2 separate regions of the Pan troglodytes genome follow, and region 2 is linked to region 1. Evidence: chromatin contacts called from public Hi-C data. All regions are on one chromosome and are shown on one strand. Each heading gives the region's core, a stretch centred on a gene start, on an enhancer-like site or on the middle of the called end of the contact. The rest is flanking DNA. Distances are from core to core; before and after follow the strand shown. Region 1 holds the start of JARID2 (jumonji and AT-rich interaction domain containing 2). Region 2 overlaps JARID2 (jumonji and AT-rich interaction domain containing 2).

Region 1 (5,763 bases), core at 1,986-4,485:
ACTGAATGATTGTGGATTTGAGTTTACTTAGGGGCCAGCACTGAGGGGGAAAAGCGGCATAATACAAAGGTAAAGGTAGGACTAGAGAATGTTGGGTGTAGAAATGTCTTTGGGAAATAATTGAATTTAACCCTCTAATTTTTAATTTTATGTTTGTAGAGATGGTGTCTGGCTATGTTACCCAGGCTGGTCTTGAGCTCTTGGGCTCAAGCAATCCTTCCGCTTTGGCTTTCCAAAGTGCTAGGATTAGAGGTGTGAACCACCACACCCAGCCTAACCTGCTCATTTTATAAATGACAGACCCAAGGCCTATATGAGGCAGGTGAATGGCATATGGTCACTCAGAGACTTAATATTAGAAACATCTGATTCCCTCATTGCCAATGGCTGCCTCAATATGAGACAAATCATGGCCCCATCAAATTTTCAATTTAATTAAGAGATACAAGATACTTACATGACATAATCAGAAAAAAAATACAACAGAGAACAATGTTTTTTTTGTTTGTTTTTGACAGGGTCTTTCTCTGTCACCCAGGTTGGAGTGTAATGGTGCAATGTCAGCTCACTGCAACCTCAGCCTCCAGCTCAAGCCATCCTCCCACCTAAGCCTCCCAAGTAACTGGGACTACAGGTGCACACTACCATGCCTGGGCCACCACGTCCAGCTAATTTTTGTTTTTGTTTTTTTGGTAGAGATAGGGTTTCACCATGTTACCCAGGCTGGTCTCAAACTCCAGAGCTCAAGTGATCCTTTTGCCTCGGCCTTCCAAAGTGCTGGGATTACAGATGTGAGTCACCACATTCGGCCTCAGAATAAAATTTTAAAGCTCAAAAATTATTGCCAAAATAGGAAGGGCAATGAGAATCCAGGAATGAGTAGGCCAAGCAGCGAGGCTGGATTGGAAATGGGCCTGAATTTGGGGCCTTGAAGAACGTATAACACTGCATTGGATTTAGATAATGCAAGAGGAAAACTAGCAGAGTTCCAGAATGGAATGGAAGATGATGGTAGGAGACTAAATGTTGGGCAATAGTCTAAATAGTTGGGCATTATAGTTTTGGTGAAATATTCAACAGTAAGCATTTACTGGACATCTTTCAAATTTGATGAAGTTTTTGGAGCTTTGGAGGGTATGAGAAGCAGACAACATCATCTCTTTAGGGAATTTCCTTTTTACTTGGAGAGAAGAACTAGAAACATTAAAAGTGGAGAATGTAAACAAATAGGATGCAATGCAAAGGGCTGAAATATGCACTTTCTTTAAGTATGTATGTGAACCCCTACACCTACTTCAAAACTCCTTAACACCTAGTCATCTCAGCAATGTGTTCTTTTTAGCTTCTTTTCTACACTGCTGATATAGTACTTGTTGGAGGTATCACAATCCATTGTAAACTCTGCCTTTTTTTTTTTTTTTTTTAACTGAGCTGTGAGCTTCCCGTGTCCTCAGGGATGAGGACAGTGCTGGCATAGAGTCTAATACAATCAATGTACCTAGACATGTTCTCATCCCTGCCCCTCCAATTGAAGAGGTCAAGGCTTTGAGATGTGAAAATCATCATAAGAAAAGCTGCATTTGACTTACAGAAAATGAAAAAGAGGAGGAAAGAGCAAGAAAAGCCTTGGATGGTCTTGCCAAGACGGTAGGGGAAGGAAGTTCATTAGGAGTAGGTTACTTTCACAACAGGAAAATCTTTCAACCACTAAGAAGGCCAACCTTTTTTCTCTTTCAGGGAAAACAACACTAATATTATTCAAATCTTTTGGAAATGAGCAAATTCCTTCCTTTCCCCTCTGCCCTGAGGCCTCAACTTTACACAATAGTTTTTCACACCAGGTGACCTGGAGCTGATAGCCTGGCAGGGGAGTTCGCAAGCCCAGGACTGAGAAGTCCAGGCCCCAGCGCTAGTTAGGGGAACAGAAAAGAAACTCACCTTTGTTCATTAATATTTGCCTAGGGAATGAAGTATCTGCGTTAAACTTACAGAAAGCTGGTTAAAATCTTAACAACGTGGAGACGTGGAGATTCCCAGTATGCCAGTCCTAATGATCAGAAAGTTTTTAGAAAACACCTTGGGTGGCCCTACTGTAGTCTGCCCCATTGGATCCTTCCCAGGAAATGGCACCAGCGTACAAGTTTTGCAGTATTCAGGGCACAAAAGATCATTTATTTTTCCAATTGTGAAGTGAACATTAGATAAAATTATTTCATTTCAGATTTTTTGAAAAGGTAAAAATAATAAGAAAAATACCCTCTCGAAAAGGCTTTTTATTTCGTTTACTGAAAGCTTCCAATAACGTGCCTAGTTTTAAACTAGGTTACTGTTATTTATCACATAATCATCCCCACAGGTTTGATCACCACTAATTTGCAGATGCGGAAACTGACAAGCTCAGAGAGGCTCTCGGTTGCCTTTTGGGAAGTGGCCAAGGCGCGATTTGAATCCAGGTCTCTTACCTCCAGTTTCTGAGACCTTTCTAGACACCAAGGTTATCTCTTCAAATACTGCTGCAAGTAAACAGCTGTGTGAGTATCTAGACTTTTGAAGTTAGCAGACTCTAGGGAATAGGTAGAATAAAATATATGCGTATGTGTTCGCGGGAGCGCTTCTGCCACGTTTTATTCCGAGGCTAGCCTGAGAGATCACGGAAAACATTGCTTCTCCAAAACCACAGCGAAAAACAAGGAAATTAACAAGGCAGAATCGCGATGCAAGACTTGACAAAGTTGTTAATAAGGCGAAGGCCCAAAGCGCTATGCCAGGGCCTGCTACTTCATTTGTTTCAGCGATTAAACCAGCACGACAGGGGGCTGGAGGCAGGTAAAAAGCAGGCTCTTGCGTGGCCCGGACAGTTGATATTCCTGGCACTCGGTGTTCGAGATGTTTCCTTACAATTGCGTGTCTGTGCGGCTCGGTCTCCATATTCCACTCATTTTTGTCTCAACATTTTGTGGTATTTTATCACAAAATACGCCCGGCAAAGCAAAGATCCCGTTCAGTCTCTTTAAACACGGCTATCTTTTCTCAGGAGGCAGCCGCCGGGGCTTCACTCCTGGGCCACCAGCGACGTCCTCCAAGCGGGTCGAGCGGAGGCGCGTTCGCGACCCAGGGGCAGCGTGCCGAGCCCGGGCGTGGGGGGGCGTGGCCTTTCCACTCGGCGACCCCCGGCCGCCGCCCACCCCGCGCGTGGGGGCGTGCGCGACTGCGGGGCGCGGAGAGGAGTGACCTCGGACTACCCTAGGCGCCCGCAGCACGCTCTGTACACAGACGCGAGGCGCTGTCCTGAGGTGACACCGGCTGCACGGCACAAGCAGCAGGCGCCGCCGATCAACTAGTTCGCACCGAGGATTCCTCTTGGTGCGTGGCCCAGTTTTCCTTAGGACGGGCTCCAACCCCTCCCTGACACCGCCCCCCTCATCGCCACGCTCCGAGGCCTTCCCCGGGGAAGCCTCGCGTCCCTCCCCCGCGGCTCCGGGCCGCACGCGCGCGATTCCTCGATTCCACAGGCGGTTCGCGCCGCGGGTGGGGGCGGGGCGCGCGGGGAGGGGGCTGGCGGCCGCCAGGGGAGGGGGGCCGGGGCCCGGGGGGCGGAGGAGGGCCGGCGTGGGGAGTTCCTCGCTCGCGGACCACACGCTCCGCGGGCCAATCCCGAGCCAGCCTCTAGCAGTGTCGCACGCGGGACACGTCCAAGCGTTTGTTGGCACGGCCAGTGAGGGGGAGGGGGCGAGGAGGAGGGAGGGGAGTTGAGTGACAGGCTTTGCGGGGCAGGCTGGGAATTGTAGTTCCCAGCTTCCGTGGCCATAGCCATTTTGTAGTCGGGGGACTACAACTTCCAGAAGATCAAGGGGACCATTCTAAGGTGCCCCGGGAATAGGCGGCTCTCCCCGGGGCCGGGCGTCCTGGGGCACTCCCACCCAGCAGCCCGGCTGCAGGTAGACGCGAAGGCAGTGGCGGGGGCTGGCGTGGGGCGGCCGTGGGGTGAGCGGCAGGCAGGGGAAAGGGGGTGAGGTGGAGCGACGGAGCGTGCCATGCATTGAGCTAGGGAGCCTCTCTCAATTCCACGCCTGGGCTCGGCGTGGGAGCGACGCCCGAGGGCTTGCCTGGGAGGGGTTCGTCGAGGTCGCTCCGGTGTCTGGTTGGCCAGGCTGCGGGGGTGCCCTGGACTGGGCCAGGGGCGGTCGGCACCAGGCTAAGCGGGCGCCTGGCGGCTGAGCGGTGAGAGTTTTCGGCTGGCGCCCGGCGGGGAATTATCCGAGGAGCCCTAACTTGTATAAAAGCAGAGTCCATTTAAAGTTGGGCTGGATAGCCTCTCTCTCATTGGTTAGGGGGCTTGGAAAAAAGAGACTCGGCGAGCCCTCGCTGTGGTGCTGCCGCCGCCGCCGCCGCCGCCGCTGGAGTTGACTCTTCTGCTCGCACTGCTGCTGCAGCACAAACGTGACTTCCAACATTTTTTATTTATCTTTCCCTTTTCTTTTCCAAGATGTAACTACGGATCAGACACTAAGGACCTTCACGTTTCGCTGATGTAGTTTTTGGAGGAAAAAGGGGGGGGAGTGAAGGGCGTCGGTTTTTTTTTTGTGTGTGTGTGTATGTGTTTCGGGGGAAATTTTCCATTATGAGTGTTTTACTAAAGTGAATTTTTTTTTGTTTGCTTCGTTCGTCTTTGGCTCTTTTTTTTTCCTTCCCAATTTCGGATTTATTTCAAGGCGAATCTGGCTTTGGGGGAAGAGGAAGAAAAGTCGGATTACAAGATCAACCACCACCAACAACAATAAAAACCACCAGGATATTTTTTTGCAAATTTCTGACGGCTTTAAATTCATGAAGCAATTGTCCCCTTTTGCAATCAGCATTTGGATCTCAGAATGAGCAAGGAAAGACCCAAGAGGAATATCATTCAGAAGAAATACGTAAGTGCTCCTAACAACACATCCTTTGACTTGCAGTTTTAAGCAATGGCTGTGAATGTCAAGTTTATAGATAATTCTGCAGCTGAAGGGTTTTAAACACAGCGTCCGATAAGGCTGTTTCTTTCTTTTCTGAAAGAGGGCTTTTCAAGCAAAGTGGTGTCTGCCTAGTTTGGTTGAAAAAACAGACTGGTGTAGAGATACCTCAAGTGAATAAATTGACCTCGAATGACACAACCATAATCTAGTTTTAGATGAAAGGCAAGGGATTTTGGTGGAGCTTGAGGTGGGGGGGTGGCTGCGGTAATGTAACTAAACTGCATTCTCAAGCGGATTTGGCCCCGTATTGCACTTTGCATGCAAATGAGCCTGTGTTATTATTATTAATGTTATTTGGAAAAATCGTGTAACGCATGTGTGTTGGAAGCCCTTTAAGTTGCGATCGAGGGTCCGATTATGGCGATCTTCTCTTTGCATTGGCACATCAAATTTAATGTCTGTGGTCGTTTTGGCTTATCTGGTTTGCAACATAAACCAGTTGGGAATCATGTTACAGCGAATGCATTTGTTGGGATTGACTTTAATAATGAGGCTGGTTTTGTTTAAAAAATTCATGGTTTCCAGTTGTAGGGGAAAAGGACACACACTATGGCTAATGTTTTTAAGTGTGTACGTGAATGCATATGTAAGTAACTACAAATAATTTCTCCCTGTTAACTGGGCTTCTGAAATTGGGTGATTATTCCTAGATTTAAATGGCTTGGAATAGTTAAATTTGTTTTGTGCATAGTACAGCTACGTTTTGATTGGCATGGGGAGTGTTTTTGTTTTGTGTGTGGTGGCTTTTTTT
Region 2 (5,763 bases), core at 1,840-4,339, 140 kb after region 1:
CTTTTGGATCAGACCTCCCATGCTTTCTGGATTAGAGCTCCCAAGCTTGTAGCCACCACTTAGATAAGGAGAGGTAATTTTGGAGCCTTTCATAAAGATAGCATTCCAAAAATAAGAATTTGTAGGAAGACTTTACTTTTTTTAATTAGGTATTTATTTGGAAGGAGGTAAGTGGATTTTTTTTTTTTTTTTTTTTTTTTTGGTCGGGGGCCGGGGGTGCGGGGATGGAGTCTTGCTTGCTCTGTTGCCCAGGCTGGAGTGTAATGGCGCAATCTCTGCCCACTGCAACCTCAGCCTCCTGGGTTCAAGTGATTCTCCCACCTCAGTCTCCCGAGTAGCTGGGATTACAGGCATGTGCCACCATGCCTGGCTAACTTTTGTATTTTAGTAGAGAGAGGGTTTCACCATGTTGGCCAGGCTGGTCTCAAACTCCTGACCTCAGGTGTTCTGCCCACGTTGGCCTCCCAAAGTGCTGAGATTACAGGCGTGAGCCACCGTGCCTGGCCGTCAGTAAGTGAATTTTTTATTGGGAAAAAGAACCTTGGAAGGCATGGTAAGTATTTATTGACTGTGTTTCTGGGCTTTATTTATGATTTGTAATTGAATTGATAGAAGGTATCAAAAATGTAGACTGTGAATTGGTTTCCTCCTCTCTTCAGTCAGACACACAGATGCATCCATTAGTTTCCATTTCCTCACTTAGAGTTTTGTGTTTTTATTGCTGTTGTCGTTCTGGCTGGCTGGAACTCACTGGACGGATGGTGCATGGATGTTTTGGCAACAGCTGCCAATTTGTAGCCAAGGACCAGTATTGGAAGCGCAGATGTAGGACATTCTGTAGCCAACACCCCCCAAGCCCCCTTTAAGAAATATAATTTTGAACTCCTTTCAGAATCTTTCAGTCATTTCCAAAGATTCTTGATGTGTGTGGAATGAAATGTGGGCCCAACTGTGAATTCATTGTTCACAAAATATATTCACACAAGTCATAAAAACGTATTTGTGAGTCAAAATAAAAAAATGTCAGGTCACATGGTCTGATTTATGTAAGTTTATTTATGGGCCATATTTGAAATGAGTGTCTGGGGTATAAAGTGACCTTCCCTCTACGAAGGGGAACACCTGTCCCTTCTGTTTTTGCTGGAAACTTTCAGGTCTAGCTGTACTAGAGATGGTGCCTACTTTATCATTATCATTTATTATTATTATATTCTTCTGAAGGCAGTGGCTTATGGGCCGGGCGCGGTGGCTCACGCCTGTAATCCCAGCACTTTGGGGGGCCGAGGCGGGTGGATCACGAGGTCAGGAGATTGAGACCATCCTGGCTAACATGGTGAAACCCTGTCTCTACTAAAAATACAAAAAAAAAATATTAGCCGGGCGTGGCGGCGGGTGCCTGTAGGCTGAGGCAGGAGAATGGCGTGAACCTGGGATGCAGAGCTTGCAGTGAGCCAGATCGTGCCACTGCACTCCAGCTGGAGCGACAGAGGGAGACTCCTGTCTCAAAAAAAAAAACAGTGGTTTATGCTTCAGCTTTACCGAAGTGTTGATGTCTGTGTGCTAGTCTCCTCCTCTGCGAGCTGTAAGGAGACCAGTTGCAGCTTGAGTTTTCTCTAACACTCCTGTGTCCTGGCCTCCAGACTTTTTTCTTTTCCTCTCCTGTGTCCCCTGATGTGAGGACACACTCTGCGTGAAAGAAAGCTGGGTGAAATGAAGGGCTTCAATGTTGTTGAAAACAACTTATTTTTTGTTTACAAAGCAAGCTACATTTGTTGTGGAAAGGCGAGAAGGCTTGGGCTCTTTGTCTTTCAGCTGCTTTTTTGATGTAGTGATGTAGGTGGGGCATTTCTCAGATTTTCATTTTGTAAGTGTTGGAGTTTTTGTTATGTGGGAGGCATTGTGGGTATAAAAACTGAGATCAAGTTGCTTATTTTGGTCAAGTCCTAATACCTTATTTCATCCCTTCTAAGATGTCATTGAGTGATGCACCATTATGTTACGTATCAGTAAGCAAGAACCAAACAGTGCTTCCAATTATGAATGTGGGACAGCTTAATTATGAGATGCATGTTTTAACATGAGAAAAATAGGTGCAACTTAAAATCTGTGAAGCAGGATAAAATACTGTAGGATAAATGCTTTAACAACCAAATGGGGCCGGGTGCTGTGGCTCACGCCTGTAATCCCAGCACTCTGGGAGGCCGAGGCGGGCGGATCATGAGCCTGGCCAACATAGTGAAACCCCGTCTCCACTAAAAATACAAAAATTAGCCAGTCATGGTGGCGCACGCCTGTACTCCCAGCTACTCAGGAGGTTGAAGCAGGAGAATTGCTGGAACCCAGGAGGCAGAGGTTGTGGTGAGCCAAGATCGCACCACTGCACTCCAGCCTGGGCAACAGAGTGAGACTTTCTCAAAAAACAAAACCAAAAACACACCAAAAACCCCAAACAAGTGTATGGGTGAGTGCAGGAGGCTAGCAGGGAGGCAGATGATGTCAGAGACCCAGTCCTAAGATACAGGAAAAGTTGTATATCCATGAGCCTTGCAAAGGGGTCTTGAAAGATGCGAGAGATTTCTGAGCAAGACCTTGGGGTGGCAGGGGTCAGCAAATATTTGACTGGACTGTTGGTGTCATAATCTAGTGGGACAAATGGCTGCAATGGCCGGTTTCCGTGGCCAAGTCACTTGTACTGGTCTGACGCCAAAGGAGTGGTGTGCAAAATTAAGGACTGCTAGAGCAGGAAGAGTCTTTTTAGAAGTATATAGGTCAAACTCATCATTTTACAGATGAGGAATTTTGAGCCTTGATGAGAAACTTAACTGGAAGGAATGGATCATGCTGAAGCCTGATTGGAACCAGAAATCCAATTTAAGTGACAGTGAGGCGCCACGCTTCCTAGTAGGCATGGCTGCTTGCACGCATTTCCTGGAGCGTTAAGAATGGAGGTGCCTGAGGAGGTTAATGTGCTCCTCTTTCGGGTCACTTTGTGTTTGACACCCACTGCCCCTCTCTTTCTCTCAGCCCGCCTCCTTTGTCAGTTCTGTGAGCTGGGCTCTGTTTCCCTGATTACATCATCATTCCCATCCAATCCTGGACAACTTTAGGAGGGACACAGCACTCAGGTAGTGTCACCTGGGTAGTGGAGTCTGTATGTGTAGGGCTATAGGGCGGAGGAGGTGGTCTGTATAGGGAGACAGAAGGGAGGGAGAGCAGTCTGAGCTCTAGTTGGGCCTATTTGCTACAGCCTATTTGCTTTTGCCAGTTTTTATAGGAGTTCAGTTTCAAAGAAGTGGGGAAGGCAAATGGATGGAAATTTGTTGTAGTCTAGAATTTTTTTTTTTTTCTTTGAAACAGGGTCTTGCATGTTGCCCAGGCTGGCCTCAAACCCCTGGGCTTAAGCAGTCTTCCCACCTCACCTTCTGAGACACTGGGACTACTGGCATGTATCATCATGCCCAGGTTGGGATTTTTTTTTTTTTAAGCTGAAGCTCTTTCTATAAGGGTCTCTCTAGTTTCTTTGCGGATGAAATTAATAACTCCCCCTCCATGACATCACACTGGAAATTATCCCTCCTTCATCATTTACCTCTCTTTACTGGTTCATTCCCACCATTGTAGAAACATGTTCTTATTTTTCCCATAATAAAGTAAAGCCTCCCTTGTTCTTGCATCTCCTGCCTGCTGTATCTTTCTCTTAGTTTATAGCAAAATCCCCCATAAGAAAATGTCTAAAAGGTTTGTCTCCATGCCCTTCTATTTATATTCATATTAATATCCCCCAGCCTTCCTTTGCCATTCACCTTTAAACCCCTCACGTTGGGCCACTTATCAAGGTCAGTAATGATTGCCCAAGCCACATTTCCATTATTCTGGGGTGTAATTGCCCATTCAGCAGCATTTACTGTGATTGAACATCTCCTGAACACCACCTGCCTGCTTGACTGCTGCATTTTGATTTTATTATTTTATTTTTTGAGATGGAGTTTCACTCTTGTTGTCCAGGCTGGAGTGCAATGGCACGACCTTGGCTCACTGCACCCTCCGCCTCTCAGGTTCAAGCAATTCTCCTGCCTCAGCCTCCTGAGTAGCTGGGATTACAGGCATGCGCCAAGACGCCCGGCTAATTTTGTATTTTTAGTAGAGATGGAGTTTCTCCGTGTTGGTCAGGCTGGTCTCGAACTCCTGACCCCAGATAATCTGCTCGCCTCAGCCTCCCAAAGTGCTGGGATTATAGGCGTGAGCCACCGTGCCCAACCTATTTTTTTATTTTTATTTTTTAGAGATAGGATTTTCTTCTGTGGGCCAGGCCCGAGTGCACTGGGTCGACCACAGCTCATTGCAGCCTCGACTCTCAGGCTCATGCCTTAGCCTCCTGAGTAGCTTGGACCACAGGTGGGTGCCACCACGCCCGGCTAATTTTTAAATTATTTGTAGAGATGGGGTCTCCCTGTGTTGTCCAGGGTGATCTTGAACTCCTGGGCTTTGCTGTTCCTTCGTAAGTCCTGAGATGACAAGTTTAAGCCACTGTGCCTGGCCCACTTTGATTTTTTTTTTTTTTTTTTTTGGATAGGCCTCATGAAGTTAAGATGTCCCAAAGCCAACTATCTGTGAGGTCTCTCATCTGCTTCTGTTCTCTGCTTGCCCCTTCTTCCCTTTTTCAATAAGTGGCAGTTCCTTTGTTCTAGTTGTGGTGGCCAAAACCTTGGAGTCATCTGTTACTTCTTTTTTCAGATTTTTGCATTTAGCTTTAGCTAACCTGTTTTACTATTTATTTATTTGGAGACAGTGTCTTGCTATGTTGCCTAGGCTGGAGTGCAGTGGGGGCTATCACATCTCACTGCAGCCTGGGCTCCTTCCCCATTTAACACCCCCCCCCCCAACCCCCCGAACTCAAGTTGCTGGGACTTCAGGCATGTGCCATCATGTCCAGCAAATAGACACAGTGTTGCCCATGCTGGTCTCGAACTGCCGGGCTTAAGTGATCCTCTTTCCTGCCTTGGCCTCCCAGAGTGTTAGAATTACAGGTGTGAGCCACTTCACTAGTCCTTAGTGAACCTGTTTGAAACTCACAGTACCTTTTGATTCTGAACTTGTACTACTGCTCCTGTTCCACGTTGTCATACTTTCTAGCTTAGGTTATGTTGCAGCCTCCCTGTGCTCGCTCAGCTTCTGCCTTTGTATTCCTCCTGGCAGCAGCCAGCATAAACCTTTAAAAATGCAAATTAGGCTGTGCTATACTCTGTTCTGATTCTGGCATATCTGCCTATCCTCTTAATGTGAAAGCGAAATATCCTCATGGCTGGCCACTTGATTGGGCCCCCATATCACTCTGTTCTCATTGTCTCTGTCCCTCTTCCTGGTATTTTAAATACACAAAGCATACTCTGTTTAGCTCTCGCTGATCCTTCTATTGAGAATTCTCTCCCTTCTGGTATCTATGTGACTTGATCTTTCTGTATGTTTCAGGTTCCCCTTTAAGTGCCCCCATACCCCGGAATGTTCCTTGAACATTCTAGTAAAAAGGGTGCCTGCCTCTGTTACTCCTTAGCGCTTTACCTTATGAAGTCTGTCTGCACAGCATTTCTCACTGCCTGACATTGTAGTACTGTGAGGGAGGGGCATGTGCGTGTATTTATTCTAATTTATTTATTTATATAGATTTTTAAAATAGATTTTTTAAGATATAGTTTTTTATAGATATTATTTTATAGATATTATTTATATAGATAATTATCTAATGTGTCTAGCCACATTAGATTG

Evidence for each region. Hi-C and Micro-C count contacts between places; a contact is called where the count stands out from the background.
Region 2: a Hi-C map of induced pluripotent stem cells shows a contact between it and region 1, with 2.0 times the contacts expected there. The contact joins the enhancer-like site here to the promoter of JARID2 in region 1. A contact is called at or near these places in 2 of 7 Hi-C or Micro-C datasets (induced pluripotent stem cells and stem cell-derived neural progenitor cells), 1 of 1 datasets of contacts at active chromatin or transcription factors (stem cell-derived excitatory neurons) and 1 of 1 other capture datasets (stem cell-derived neural stem cells).

The regions. Positions count from the first base shown.
Region 1 is chr5:21,203,784-21,209,546 of NHGRI_mPanTro3-v2.0_pri, forward strand. JARID2 (jumonji and AT-rich interaction domain containing 2) reads left to right here and starts at 3,236. Exons shown (of 19, transcript XM_063812119.1): 1 at 3,236-3,363; 2 at 4,713-4,916. The coding sequence starts at 4,872.
Region 2 is chr5:21,341,787-21,347,549 of NHGRI_mPanTro3-v2.0_pri, forward strand. The region is part of intron 3 of JARID2 (jumonji and AT-rich interaction domain containing 2); the gene reads left to right. Among named protein-coding and RNA genes, the nearest start is that of JARID2, 140 kb to the left of the region's middle. Within about 2 kb of position 3,090, at least 2 of the 24 cell types and tissues checked have an H3K27ac peak or open chromatin away from gene starts, as enhancers often do. A contact at or near this core is called in induced pluripotent stem cells and stem cell-derived neural stem cells, where this site is marked.